Regions from separate parts of the Sus scrofa genome. Here region 1 is linked to region 2. The links are chromatin contacts, called in public Hi-C maps. All regions are on one chromosome and are shown on one strand. Each heading gives the region's core, a stretch centred on a gene start, on an enhancer-like site or on the middle of the called end of the contact. The rest is flanking DNA. Distances are from core to core; before and after follow the strand shown. Region 1 holds the start of SERINC4 (serine incorporator 4). Region 2 holds the start of SHF (SH2 domain-containing adapter protein F).

Evidence for each region. Hi-C and Micro-C count contacts between places; a contact is called where the count stands out from the background.
Region 1: a contact with region 2 is called in a Hi-C map of liver, with 3 times the contacts expected there. The contact joins the promoter of SERINC4 here to the promoter of SHF in region 2. A contact is called at or near these places in 1 of 5 promoter capture datasets (fetal liver) and 1 of 47 Hi-C or Micro-C datasets (liver).

What each region holds. Positions count from the first base shown.
Region 1 is chr1:127,755,611-127,762,753 of Sscrofa11.1, reverse strand. SERINC4 (serine incorporator 4) reads right to left here and starts at 2,380. Exons shown (of 10, transcript XM_013993067.2): 1 at 2,279-2,380; 2 at 1,289-1,467; 3 at 723-843; 4 at 542-635. The coding sequence starts at 2,380. MFAP1 (microfibrillar-associated protein 1) reads right to left here. Exons shown (of 9, transcript XM_001928118.5): 9 at 6,586-7,143. The coding sequence ends at 7,118.
Region 2 is chr1:126,544,317-126,551,356 of Sscrofa11.1, reverse strand. It overlaps SHF (SH2 domain-containing adapter protein F), which reads right to left and starts at 1,621. Exons shown (of 6, transcript XM_005659642.3): 1 at 1,098-1,621. The coding sequence starts at 1,595.

The DNA of each region.
Region 1 (7,143 bases), core at 1,131-3,630, 1.2 Mb before region 2:
TGAGATTAGGGAGGCTAATGAAATTTGCTATACTAAAGGCCCTTCAGATCTGGAATGTTGCAAGGCATGTACCCACTGAGGCGGATGCAGGGAGCGATGGAGAGGAAGGAGAGGAGCCCACAGAAACAAAGGTGCAGACTAAGCAGCATCTTGTTCAGCAGGCAGCCGGCTGGGTGTGTGTAGTGGCGGAACAGGAGCACAGCTGCTACACCTGCCATACTGTAGAATCCTAGGGTGGTCAGCAGCACAGCTAGGAACCAGCGGCAGTCTTGGGCTGCACCTGTTTGCCTAAGGGTGGTAGGTGGGCAGTGGCTTGGGGCTCCAACTCTTCTTTTTACCCATTACCAACTATTCCCCCTCTCAGAAGAGTGGTGTGACTTACCATTGCACTTGGCCCACAGTCATCACATTCCTGAGCTTTTCGATACTGCTTAGTGGGAAACTTAAAGTCATCGGTCATGTCCTTTGCCCAACCCCACTGGGTCTAGTAGAAATGTCAGACAGCCTTCCCAAGAAATCTTGAGGGTTATGTGCTCCTTACCAGTTCTTGTTCCAAGAATGGGCAAAGGCTGTAATAAGCACCAACTGCAGCAGGATGAATGTAAAGCCTCCACAGATGCCAATGTAATGCCAGACTGCAAGTGAAGCATCAGTGGAAAACTAGCTGATCATATTGTTAACTCCTGGTCCTCTTGCTACCCTCTTTTTTTCCTTAGAAAAACTTTTAGCTCACTCTTGCCGATCAGGATGAGATGGAAGGTACCTGGGAAGAGATGCTCATCAGGGATGCAGAAAGCAACAGCACAGAGACCTAGCAGGAACAGCAGCTTGAGGACCCAGAAGCTGGTTAGGAGGGAAAGAGAAAACCAGACTCAGAAGAAAAGCAAAGGAGGAATGCAAAGGGAAAAGGAAAACTATAGAAAAGGGGAGAAAAGAGACAACTAAGTATAGGAGGGGAAGAATCAGTCCCATGTAAGGGACTGGAGACAGGTCCCTCACAGCCTGTGTAAAGTTCTGACTCTCAAATATCTAAATAACATCTGGACAATGTTTAGCATTGACAGAGGGCTTGTATATAGTAACCCCACTGTTATCTCCATTTTAGAAACTAGAAGCTCAAAGAGGATAAGTATGTGGCTTGTGGTCATATGGCAGGTATAGTAGAAGCAGGGACTTAACTTATTTTCTGTCTCTTTACAGTGCTATTACTCCATCTTGGAATTTCCTTTGCTCAGCTTATGTGTACTTACCTCCCCATCCTCTCCCCACCTAAAGAGTACACACAAACCTATTATGCAGCTGTGCTCGCAGGCTGGTGGGGGAGTGGAGGTGGACCAGCAGCACAGCCTGTAGCAGGTGGAAGGTGGCAGTTCCTGCACATACTCGGTACACAGCCCCAGAGCCACTGAGAACTGGGCAGTGAGAATGGCCAAACAGATGGGCACACAGCCCTGAGGGCATCTGGATCTGGAGGGAAGATACATGTGAGAAATGGCTGGGTGAATCGTTACACCTACTTCCATGAGTATGTCCACTCATTTCCCTCCATCCAAATCTTTTGTCTATCTTAGGGTTTCTCCTTTTATTCTCCCACTTACTCCACGTGCCTTGCCCCAGACTCTTTCCACTACTGTCCTTGACAATAGGAGGCAGCAGACTGCTGAGGCCCCCACATGGAGGAGAATGTAGAACAGGCGGCTACAAGGAGACTCTGTGAGAGGAGGCCACCTAGAATGCCGGCAGCAGGTACAGGAAACAGGCCCACAGCAGGACACCTGAGGGTAGAGCACGTGCAGGGCAGCAAAGCAGAGATGATTTACTGAGGAAGGGCTTACATTAATGTATGTGTGAGGTTAACCCATGAGGCTGAATTCCAAAATTTCCCCCTCCCTTCTCTTCTTTCCTTTTACTCAGGAATTCTCAGACTCTCTGGTTCCAGGCTATTTAGGATTGCCTTCCACTGACATCAAGTAGCGCTTTCATCATAAGAGCTTACCTGCTGGCTTGAGCAGAATTTCCCAAAAGCCTAAGTCACACCTGGCTTCAAACCCTTCCCTGGACCTAAACATCTGGTACCAGGAACATGGGAGGAGAGGTTTAATGATGAATGTTCTTAGAGGCAAAGAAGCATAAGGGCCCCAGAGGAAAGGAAGGCCTATCCTTATTTAAACAGCTCCCCTGGGTTTTTCTCCCCAGCTTTTTAGATTCCCCACTATTTCCTTCCAGTTTTTCAGATAGCACATGCTCTAGGGAGCTCTCTGGCCAAATATCCTCTCACCTGATAGAAGGGAGGGCTCAGTATGACGCTGCTCACTCCACTGTGTTGCTGCGCCAGGCGGGGAGAGGTGCTCGAGCTCGTGACCGCCTTTGCACCCACCATCCTTATCCCAGGGATTAGGCCCAGGTCCACCAGATGGACAGTAGATGAGAAAGGCGCTTTCCTTTGTATCAGCCCACTGGACTGTGCTGAGGCTGGTCACCCAGTTTAAGGCAGAATGGAGGGGAGGGAAAAGAACACCAACCTCCAGGATGTGGTAAATGCAAATGTCCCTGTGAAACTACTTTCTCCCCGGGGGCCTGTTCTTCTCAGATTAGGGAGTGGTTTGGTATCTGGCCTGTAGATTAGCATTCTTAATTGGTTTAGGATTAGACTTTATCCATCTGGAAGAGAATTCCTTGAGGTGTGTGGGCGGATCTAGATGAAGAGGAGGAGGACAGTCTGGAGTGATGACAGGTTAGGCTGGGACACGGCCTGTCAGAAAACAACTCTGTACAAGCCGGAAAGGAAGTCAAAGAGACAACCGGTTTCCTCGTTGAAGCTTCTAGAACCAGAGCACTAAAGAAGGTGTGGTCCAGGGGCAGCCCCGCCTCCTCTCCGGGCGGAAGTTGCGGGGCAGTTACCGGAAGTCCTCATGAGGCGGGGCCGGGCCTGAGGGGCGGCGCGGTGGGATCGAAATGGCGACCGAGGGGGATGTGGAGCTAGAATTGGAGACTGAGACCAGTGGCCCGGAGCGACCTCCCGAGAAGCCACGGAAGCACGACAGCGGTGCGGCGGACTTGGAGCGAGTCACCGATTATGCGGAGGAGAAGGAGATCCAGAGTTCCAATCTGGAGACGGTGAGGTTGGCCGGGAGCTTGTCTGGGCGGGATGAGAGGAGAAAAGGCTTTGAGGCTGTAAGTGGAAGCCCCGCTTCAGGACGTGGCCTGACCCGTGAGGTGGGAGGAAGCGAGAGGGAAGCTGAACCGTCACTGGGGCTCGCCGCTCGCAAAAAGGAGCTTTGGAGATTGGGTTGAAAGTGGATCTCGGGTGTACGGAATTGAATTAAACATAGGCCCTGGTTCCTCGGACACTCGTCGTGAATATACACCTCACCTGCTTGGCACTGGTGTTTGCAGTAACTACATCTGCCTTTTCTATAGGCCATGTCCGTAATCGGAGATAGGCGGTCCCGGGAGCAGAAAGCAAAGCAGGAGCGGTAAGTCTTACGCACGCAATCACCCTACCACCCCCTGCTTTTTCCCCCAGACGAAGGGTATAAAAAAGCCATCGTTAGGCTTTTTATACTTGGTACTGTTCTTCAACTCTAACATCAATTCCTGCAGATCTAAGATTTAGGATTTTACTCTTTTGTTAGTGGAAGGAAAAGCCTCCTAACAACGCCTGCTGCCTGCTGGACATACTCTATGGGATAGGGTGGGATGGGATGTTAAGTGAGGGGGCGGGAGTCTTTTTGTATTTTCAGTCAGCAGTATTTACCAAGTCATTTGTAAGGCACAGCCGGGAATGATCCTTTCTGGGAGTTTAAGGTGGAGGTAGGGATTGAGGACTAAAGTACATGAATATTTGCAGGGAGAAGGAACTGGCAAAAGTCACCATCAAGAAGGAAGATCTGGAGCTGATAGTGAGTAATAATGTCTAACTAGTGTGTGAACCGGGAAGGTTAGTTTGATTTGGGTTGTTTCCTGAAACAGCATGATTTGCTGCCACATTAATGCACTGGAGGAAACTTAGCTAATATTGATCCTTTTCTTGCAGATGACAGAGATGGAGATCTCTCGAGCAGCAGCAGAACGGAGTTTGAGAGAACACATGGGCAACGTGGTAGAGGCTCTTATTGCCCTGACCAACTGATTTGTGCTTTCTCAGACATACCCACTGGATTAACTTATTTCAATAAAGATGCCTTCTTTTTCTTGCAGTTTTATCATTTTGGATGAAGTGCAATGTATGTTTATATTGTATCTTATTGTGGAAAATTTACATGTTGGGGTAATGAGCGTATGTGAAGGATCAATGTAGAAGAAAGAGTACTCATGTTCAGATGCTGAATGAGGCCAGGCTCATTCATTTATCTAGTTCTCAGCAGTGTTCAAAGTACACTTAAGAGTCTCAGCAAAGTTTACTGTACCCTGTGGTGTGTGTAGCTTATGAAAAGCTGAAAGGTCAGTACCTCCTTAGGAGCCATGTGTATAGATGTCACCAATCCAGTTCATAAGCCTTTTTTTTTTGGTCTTTTTGCTATTTCTTTGGGCCGCTCCCGCGGCACATGGAGGTTCCCAGGCTAGGGGTCTAATCAGAGCTGCAGCCACCTGCCTACGCCAGAGCCACAGCAACGCGGGATCCGAGCCGCGTTTGCAACCTACACCACAGCTCACGGCAACGCCGGACCCTTAACCCACTGAGCAAGGGCAGGGACTGAACCCGCAACCTCATGGTTCCTAGTCGGATTCGTTAACCACTGCGCCACGACGGGAACTCCTACTTTATTTTTTAATTTATTTTTGTCTTTTTGCCTTTTCTAGGGCTGCAACCGTGGCATGTGGAGTTTCCCAGGCTAGGGGTCTCATCGGAGTTGTAGCTGCCAGCCTACGCCAGAGCCACAGCAATGCAGGATCTGAGCCGCGTCTGCAACCTACACCACAGCTCATGGCAACACCGGATCCTTAACCCACTGGGCAAGGCCAGGGATTGAACCTGCAACCTCATGGTTCCTAGTTGGATTTGTTAACCACTGAGCCACGACTGGAACTCCCTGGATTTACTTTAAAAGTTAATCTTTGGCCAAGTCAACCTTGTTTCCTTGGCTGTAAGATGAGACATATTTGATAGGCTGTTTTAAGAATTGATGCACAGGGAATTCTTGTGGCACAGTGGAAATTTTCGATTAGGAACCAAGAGGTTGCTGGTTCCATCCCTGGCCTTGCTTAGTGGGTTAAAGATCCAGTGTTGCCGTGAGCTGTGGTGTAGGTCGAAGGATGAGGCTTGGATCCTGAACGGCTGTGGCTGTGACTGTGGCCAGCTGCTCTAGCTCTGATTAGCCTGGGAACTTCCATATGCTGTGGTGTGTGGCCCTAAAAGGCCAAAAAAAAAAAAAAATGAGCAGGAGTTCCCGTTGTGGCTCAGTGGTTAATGAACCCAACTATTATCCATGAGGACATGGGTTTGATCCCTGGCCTTGCTCGGTGGGTTAAGGGTCCAGCATTGCCATGAACTGTGGTGTAGGTTGCAGATGAGGCTTGGATCCCACATTGCTGTGGCTGTGGCACAGGCTGGCAGCTACAGCTCAGATTGCACCCCTAGCCTGGAAACCTCCATATGCTGTGGATGTGGCCCTAAAAAAACAAACAAAAAAAAAAATGAGCAAGTGAATGTAAAACCTGGCCTAGTGCCCCCTCAGAGCAGATACTGAACCGGAAGGTATATACACTTTCCCAAGAGAATTTCAAGGTCTTACTCTCATTTTGACTCTAGGGTAATTCTTATATTGTATACCCCACTAGCACAATGGTGACTCACATTCATCTTTGTGTTTACTACCTTGGTAATGATGATTTTTGCAGGAAGTTGCAGGCTAGGGGTCGAATTGGAGCTACACCTGCCAGCCTATGCCACAGCCACAGCCACATGGGATTCAAACCTCGTCTGTAAGCTACACCACAGCTCGCGGCAATGCCGGATCCTTAACCCACTGAGCAAGGCCAGGGATCCAACCCGCATCCTCATGGATACTACCTGGATTTGTTTCCATTGCACCACAACAGGAACTCCCTGCACTTGTATTTTTATTCTAGGACATTTAAGGATTGGTTAGTGATTCTCCCCAGTGGGGCGTTTAAAGGATGTGAAAAAACCTTGTCATTTTTTTCTGCAGTTGAGAAATAGCCTTCCATTGGTTAAATGCCATTTCTTATAACCCCTAGAATACCTAATGTTCTGCCATAAGCATGGAGATTATGTAGTAAATATTAAATGGAAAAGTTAAATTTAACTCTGCTAGTGATATCTAGCATGATCCTACTACATGGCAACTCTGGGAGCACTGTGCCCTCCTCGATACATGAGCTGGGCAAGAAGTACTGGTAGGTACTTAGTCTTGTCATTTGATGGGGTTCAGTTTTCTTGTATATACAGCTATGGTTTAGAGAATAAGGGTAACCATGTATATATTTGCTCATGGAATAAATCAGTGCCAATTACAACATAGTCTGTTTAGCACCTGTGTGTTTCTAAGATCAAAGGTGAAGACCAAACTGTGAAACATCCTTTGCCGAATAATTCTCTGCTTTTAATAGGTAAGATACTTGTCAGCCTAAATATTTTATTTCTGGTATGCTAAAAAACTTGTTGATGTATGATTCTTTTATTTCTTGACACACATAAATGAATCAAAAAGTCTGTTTGCCTAAAAAGATTTATCCCAGAAATGCAAAACAGATTCCAATGAGCTTAGGTTTCCCGTAAGGAAGTGATGTATTTTCCGTCACTCAACATGAACACCCATGTTTCTAACCCAAGCTAAGGGCTGGAAAAAGAAACCCTGGAACAGTTCCAAATGAGTATGGAGCAGTGTAGAAATCGAAGATTTCTCAGAAATAGTCCTAGGTGGGGAGTCTCTTATCCTACCTGGACAGTGCTTTTCTGCAGGTTTCTCAGCACGAGTGAGTCCAAACCTCACAAAGCACTTTCAAAGACTGGGCTTGCCCAGCATCACAAGTATGGCAGTAGGTCCAGAAGGCTGGATACAGGGGCCATGTAAATAATAGTAAAAGCAAATCAAAGACCAGATGCTGAGATTTCCTGTTGTGTCCCACAGCTGGAAAAATAAGCAGTTGAACTCTAAGTAGTTTTCCGCTTCTTGGCAG
Region 2 (7,040 bases), core at 372-2,871:
ACTGTGTTCTCTGCTGAGGAGAGGGGAGAAAGCCCCAGAGCTAAGCTCCCAGGGGTAAGTGAAGAGGGACAACAGCGCCAGGGCAGCCCACAGAGTCATAGTCTTAGAATTTAGCGCTACAGGGACCTGGAGATGGCTTTCAGCTGTCAGGGAGGGATAAGGCCACACTGGGTTGGGCAGGGGGTGGCTTCTCTAACAGGGGCCTCTAAGGCACAGTGGATGTTCTCAGGAACAGTGAATGCCCAGCCCTCCTCTCCACCCCAAGCCTGCAGATTCATGAAAAGCTGTAACCACCCTTAGAATGAACCTGGGCAAGAGGAGGCCAAGAGGAGGAGAGGAAAGGAGAAGTGGACTCAGTTGCTTAGCCCCTTATGGGCAACAGGTTCTGAGCATAGATTGTTCCCATACCTGGGGGGACAAAGAATGGGCCTGCCTGGATCTCAATGGTCAGCATCCTTGGTGAAGACCTGCATACTGCCTGTTCTGGCTTCCTGAGAACAACAGTCCACCCGGCTCCAGTGCCACTGGGCAAGGCAAAGGCCAGCTCTTGCTGTGTCCACAGAGAGAAACCCAGCCTGCGCCTCCTTCCTGGAGCTTCAGCACCTACAAAGATGCTCTGGCTTTCTTAAAAGGAAGAAAGGAGCTTTGTGCTAGCTCTGCCGCCCTGGGGTTGGGGGCGGGGGTCAGAGATCAAAGGGCAGTGAGCTGCTGCTCCCAGGGGGCAGAAAGGCCATAAAAAGGGGGAGAAGGGGAGCTCAAATTCCGTTAGAAAAAGGCTCCTTGATTAGGCTCCGGGGGCTGCGATGAGGAGAGCAGAGCCTGGGCGGGGGCGGGTGGGGGGGGAGTGTCACTAGTTCTGGGGCAGTAATAGGGGATAGAGGCAGAGTTTGGGGAGCACGTCCCAGGTAAGAAGGTCGAGAATCTGAACAAAGGTGGATGAAGGCTCCGAACCCTGGGGACCGGGACTAAAATTGTGTCCGCCAGGAACCGTGACACCGCGGGGCCCGGACCCGGCCAGGGCACCTTTGTCCCTCTCGAAAGCCCCAGACCGCTGACCACCTCTCCTCCTGGACACCTCCGCCCGGCGCGGCACTCACCCGGTCGCTGCTGGCGGGAAGTCCAGAGATCCTTTCCTCAGGAGGGGGCGCTGGGGGGCCAGGGGTCTCGACCCGAATAAGTCGGTGGGGGGGCGAGCCGTGACGCGGAGGCGGCGTGGGGCCGGGGACGGCAGGGGTGGCTAGGGCAGCGGAGCCGGACGGCCCCCCGGAATAGGGGTCTTCGAAGTCGCGCTCCTTCTGCAGTCGGTAGGCGGCCAAGATGTCCGGGGGTGGTGCGGGGGGTGCGGCCGGGGAGGGTGTAGGGGGGCGGTAGTCCGGTTCGGGGGGCGCCGGTTTGCCTCCACCTCCGCCGCCGCCCCCGCCGCGGAAGCCCAGATGCTCCCGGAGCCACTTGGCCACTCCGCCGCTGCTACCCCCTCCTGGGCCGGCTCCTGCACCCCCGGCGCCCCGGCGCGATCCCCCCGGGCCGCCCCCTGCGCTCCCCTGCGCCCGCGGCCCCGGGCCGGAGCCAGCCGGAGGAGCTCCGCTCAGTAACATGGGGCCAGCCAGACTGAACGCGGGGAGAGCAGCGGCCTGGCTGGGGGCGGGGAGGGGGCGGGGAGGGGGCGGAGCTCCACTGGCGGCTGGAGGGGGTAGGGCTCGTCAGTAACAAGGGAGGGGCGGGGTTCCGCTACCTAAAAGGGTCTACCTCCCCTGCCCCATGTAAAAGAAGGGCTGAGGCTTCCAGCCCTTGTGAATACTGGAGAAGTAAAGTGGCGACCCCGAGGGCAGGGAATGCGACCTCTGAGGATGAATCCCCCATGTGTCGCCCAAACGTGCCCCTGATGGGGGCGCACCTGTCCTTATATGTTCCCCTCCCCACCTCCCACCTCCCGCGTGACGCCGAGAGGGGAGCCCTCAGACTCCAGGGTTCTTGGCCCTCCGGAGCCTTCCGCCCCCACCTTTACCCTCCCCAAGGCCTCCCACCTGGGAAATAATATCGTAGGAGGAAAAACTGGGGTGGGGTATGAAACAGGGGCTGTTCTGTAAGATGTGTCTGTAACCACCACCTCCCGCGTGCTACCATGGGAGCCCCACCTACTGCCTCCAATCTAACTGCCCGCCCCGCCCGCACATACTCAAACCCACTCTGGGCAGATACGCCTCACGTTACAGTCAACTCCCTAGAGGCACCCACGTCTCCCGTGGGGTTTCCACACATCCTTCTCTCAGGCAAATCCCTCCCACTCACAGGCGCACCCGCGCTAAGCAGATGCCCCCTCTTCCTCCCCGCCCTAAGGGCAGTGTGCGCACAGAGAAATCCCTTCAAGTCACATCCTGGGTTTCATTGTCAATCAGATTAGTGACAGAATAAAAACAGACAAGTCAATAAATCAAGTCTAGAAACAGTTCCAATGTTGTCTATCACAAACCCCTTATCTTCCAGAGGCTGGGATGCTCAAGCAATAGGCATTTTTGTCTTAGAAATAAAGCGTTTCTCCCCAGAAACGTTGTAACCCTGAAGCTGACGCCAACATTTTCTTTTGGCTCAGTTAGAAAGCAGCTTCACCTCACCAACATCCCACTCCCACTCCCACCCCCCTTGGCACTGCCTCAGTGTCTCCCTTATTCTTAGGCTCCTATTTACCTTGTAAGGGGGCAAAGACTCAAGAGATGTCGCAAAGGGAAGAGGCCTTAAAGCTGGAGTAGAGTAAGATGTGATGGTAAAACTGAGAATCCCCTAGGATTCCCAGGGCCCTCAAAATATTCGTGGAGTTTTTGCCCTGTTCACATTCTAGTCGGTGTTACAGAACAGTGTTTTTCAAACTTTAATGTGAACACAAATCTCCTGGGGAACTTGTTAAATTGAAGTTTCAGATTCTGTAGGTCTCGCTGGGATGGGGTCCCTGTGTAGTTCTAACAGGCTCCCAGATGATACAGATACAACTGGTCCTCCCACCACACTGAGTGGAAGGGCTATAGTAGATGCTGAAACATCTGATATTGTTCCTCATTTCATGGCTTATGATAGAGGAAATACCATGTACATTGTAAAAATGTGCAGCTTAAAAAATTGACTAACAGGGAGTTCCCATTTTGGCTCGGTGGGTCCCTACTAGTATGCGTAAGGATGCGGCTTTGATCCTTGGCCTTGCTCAGTGGGTTACAAATCCCACATTGCCTCAAGCTGCAGCCAGCCATGGGTCACAGGCAGCTGGGATCTGGCGTTGCCTTGGTTATGATGTAGGCTGGCAGCTGCAGCTCCGATTTACCTGGGAACCTATGTGCCGTAGGTACAGCCCTGAAAGGCTGAAAAAAAATTGGCTAACAAAGCAATGCTGGACATAGAGATAATAAAGACTGGTCCAGAAGAATGGTCCAGTTGATCCACATTGGATGGTCTCCTCAATCACTGGGTGTCTGACAACAATAGTTACGGGCTGTAGCCAGATCTTTGAGGATTGGTGGCAAGGTACTCAATGCCGCTGTCTCACTTTCCTTATATCTGCAAAAGGCATGACAGCATGGTAATTGTCATTGAGGGTTAGGGGAAATGATGGATATGAACAGGCTTTGTAAACTGTAAAATGCTTACAATGGGTAGGTGTCAAATGAAGCCACATATTCTTAAGTAATATGGAATTAAGCTGTCAGTTCAGAGGAAAGGAATCAACCAAGTCTGCATGAAAGATGGCAGGCTTCATGGAGGGGGTTAGGCCTGAGCTGGGTAGGATTTGGACAGATAAATCAAAGGCATGAAAGGACATTACAAACCAGGAGGTCAGCATGGGTTGAGTGAAGGCATTGAGATGGGAAGCAGCATACCATAAAAAAGTGGAGGATTCAAAGTGAGGAAGAATAAGAAGTAAAGTTGGATGAGGAAGGGAGAGGATATCATAAGGGTAGAGTTTAATGATAATTAAAAAGCTGTAATACCTTATGTGCACGATGAACTTACTCTTGTTTTAAACTATTTGTTGATTTACTTTCCTCCGCTACCAGAGTGTGGGCTCCTGGAAGCAAGGGTTGTTGAGCTTGCTAGCAACCAAGGACACAGGGGTGAGGCCATGACAGCAAGGTTCCTCTGAGCCTTGAGTGCAGTTTGCCAGATGGCAAAGTCTCGAATTTAAGCATGTTAAGCATTATACCATAGACTCAGGATTCTGAAGAGAAAGCCGGGTGTTCCCATCACTTAGTGCAGAGCCTGTCATGTGGCAGGAGCTTAACAAATGTTGAAATGAATAAAGATCATTTCTCTTGTTCTTATTTTTATATAGCTAAAATTGTGGTATAAACAATTCCGTCCTTGTTTTTTTCCACTTAGCATTGCATAATTTCCCCATCTTAATTATCTAAGCTTTACTTTCTTCTAACTTTTTTTTTTCAAAAAAATTCAAAGCTACAGAAAAATTCAAAGTACATTGAAAATCTGTATACCCTTCACCTAGATTCACTACTTTCTAACATTTTGCCACATTTGTTCTATCCCCCTCTCCTTTGTTTCCTTAACCATTTGATGCAAGTTGCAGATATCATGACCCTTCAAGCTCTAAATACTTCAGCAGCCATTTCCTAAGAAAAAGGAATTCTATAGGGCCATAAGACCATTATCATAATAGTATTGTCTATTACACAGTTCATATTAATTTTTTCTTTTTTCCCCTGAATGTTTTATATATTCAGTGCTGTGGGGGTTTTTTTTGTCCTTAATCAGGATTTATCAAGCTCCCCCTGTTGCACTTGTTTAATCTCTTTAAATTTGAGCAGTTCCCCATTTTTTTCTTGCTAGTTTGTTTTCTCCTGACACTGATCATTTTAAAAGTGTCTTTGGCAATGGTCATATGGAATGTCCCACATTTTGGATCTTTCCACGGTTTCCTCGTGATTAGGTTCAGGTTAGACATTCTTGAAAAGACCAGTATATAAAGTACATAAGGAACATTGTGGACTTTGCTGTGTGTCACACTGGCAGGCTGGCCAATAGTACACTTTTGTTCTTTATTGGTGATGCTAGGCTTATCACTTGCTTAAGTTGGAATCTATCAGATTTCTCTGCTTGACAATTTAAAGTAAGTTGTGTTGTGATGTCCTTAGACCTTTAACTATTAGTTCCCAACAGTGTTTTACCCAGTGGTTTTAGCATCCATTGATGATCTGTGCTTACATTTGTTGTTACAGTGAGGAGTACAAAATGGTGACTAAATCTGTCATTCTGCATTTATTATCGACATTCCTCTGTAAAGAAGAGTTTCTCCTCCTCCTCCCTCCCCCTCCTCCTTCTCCCCTTCCCCATCCCCATGGTCTCAAAAAAGCTTTAAAAAAAAAAAAAAAAAAAAAAAGGTGTGGGAGTTCCCATCATGGCACAGTGGTTAATGACTCCGACTAGGAACCAAGAGGTTGCAGGTTCAATCCCTGGCCTTGCTCAGTGGGTTAAGGATCTGGCGTTGCCGTGAGCTGTGGTGTAGGTCGCAGATGCGGCTCACATCTTGTGTTTCTGTGGCTCTGGCATAGGCTGGCAGCTGTAGCTCCGACTAGACCCTTAGCTTGGTAACCTCCATGTGCTGCGGGTGCAGCCCCAAAAGGACAAAAAAACAAACAAACAAACAAAAAATTCAGTGTGATATAATCCATTACCTTCATTATTCTTTTTGATGTTGAGAATTGTCCCAGATTTGGCCAGTAGAATCCTTTTTAAGAGCCTTTTGCTTTATTTTGACTTGGTCCTGCCAATCTTTAAATATTTACTTGTTTTCTCATACAATATATTCCAGACTCAACTTGTACTTCTGAAGTCTTACTCCTTTTAGTTGGAAATGGTATTTAGAAATTGACTTTGTACTTTAAAAATGGCTATTTAATATCTTATCAAATAAACATAGCTTCATTTAGTTCAACACTTTATGTGTTGAGCATTTACGTTATTTCCATTCTTGTCCCTTCTAAATAACTATAACAAACATTTGTATGCAGATAACTTTTCCAAGTTTAGGATTATTTCCTTTGGAAAGAGTCTCAAAAGTGGAGTTACTGGGGCAAAGAGTGCACATTTTTTTTCTGACTCCCGATACATGTTATCTATTTACTCTTTTAGAAGGTTTTAAACATCAACAATGACTTCTAAATGATAAGACTATTGACTTTCTTATTCCTCTTTCTCCTTTGCAGAGTATGCTGACTTCCTCTGTGCTTGAAACCTTCTTTTCCCAAACTTTCTTTAAAATGACAGTGTTTTCCTTTCTCTCAAGCCACATCCTCTCCTCCTCCCTTAACCTCCTAGATTTGCACATGTCCCAATGCCTAGTCCTTAGCACTTATTTTTCTTACTGGATACTGATTAGGGTGGCTTTACTTCTGTTTGCCTGAGGTTGAATGGCCAGTCTTGTCCTGAGCTCTCATCCCTTCTGGTTCTGCCTTCTAAGTCTGGGCTCTTGCCTTTTGTCTCCAGCCTTGCCTTGGGCCCATCTGCTCTCCACAACCGTGAAAGTTCAAACACATCCCCATACACTCACATACACACTCTGTTCTTGGAGATTCTGCATGTAGATGGAGCTTCATTTGGGCCACGTTTTCCATTGGACTGCTAGGAAAATAACGTGATTCTATGTTGCAAGAATACAACTTGTAAGAGACAACCATAAAGTAAACTGGGCCACTTCTCTCATTTATGAATCCAATAAGAAATCTCTGTTCAAATATTTATGGAGAGGTGGTATTCTTGGAATACAAATATAGTAGGATTCAGTTCTGCCCTTCAATGCATTAAAATTTTCTAACTTGAGTGGTTTGTGATTTAAGTTGGATCCTGACAATAAGATAAGAGATGGAAGTGCAGGGGGTCACCAAATGAACTATCAAGTGAAGCTGCTCTTCCCAACTCCAAACCCAGGATGCTTCTGTGCCCTTCCAGCCTGAAGTCAAAATAGGGCTGATTCCTAACAGAGCCCAGGCGCCTATCCAAAAGCTTTTTATGGGCACAGTAAGGACTTCCTTTCCCTTGTCTTA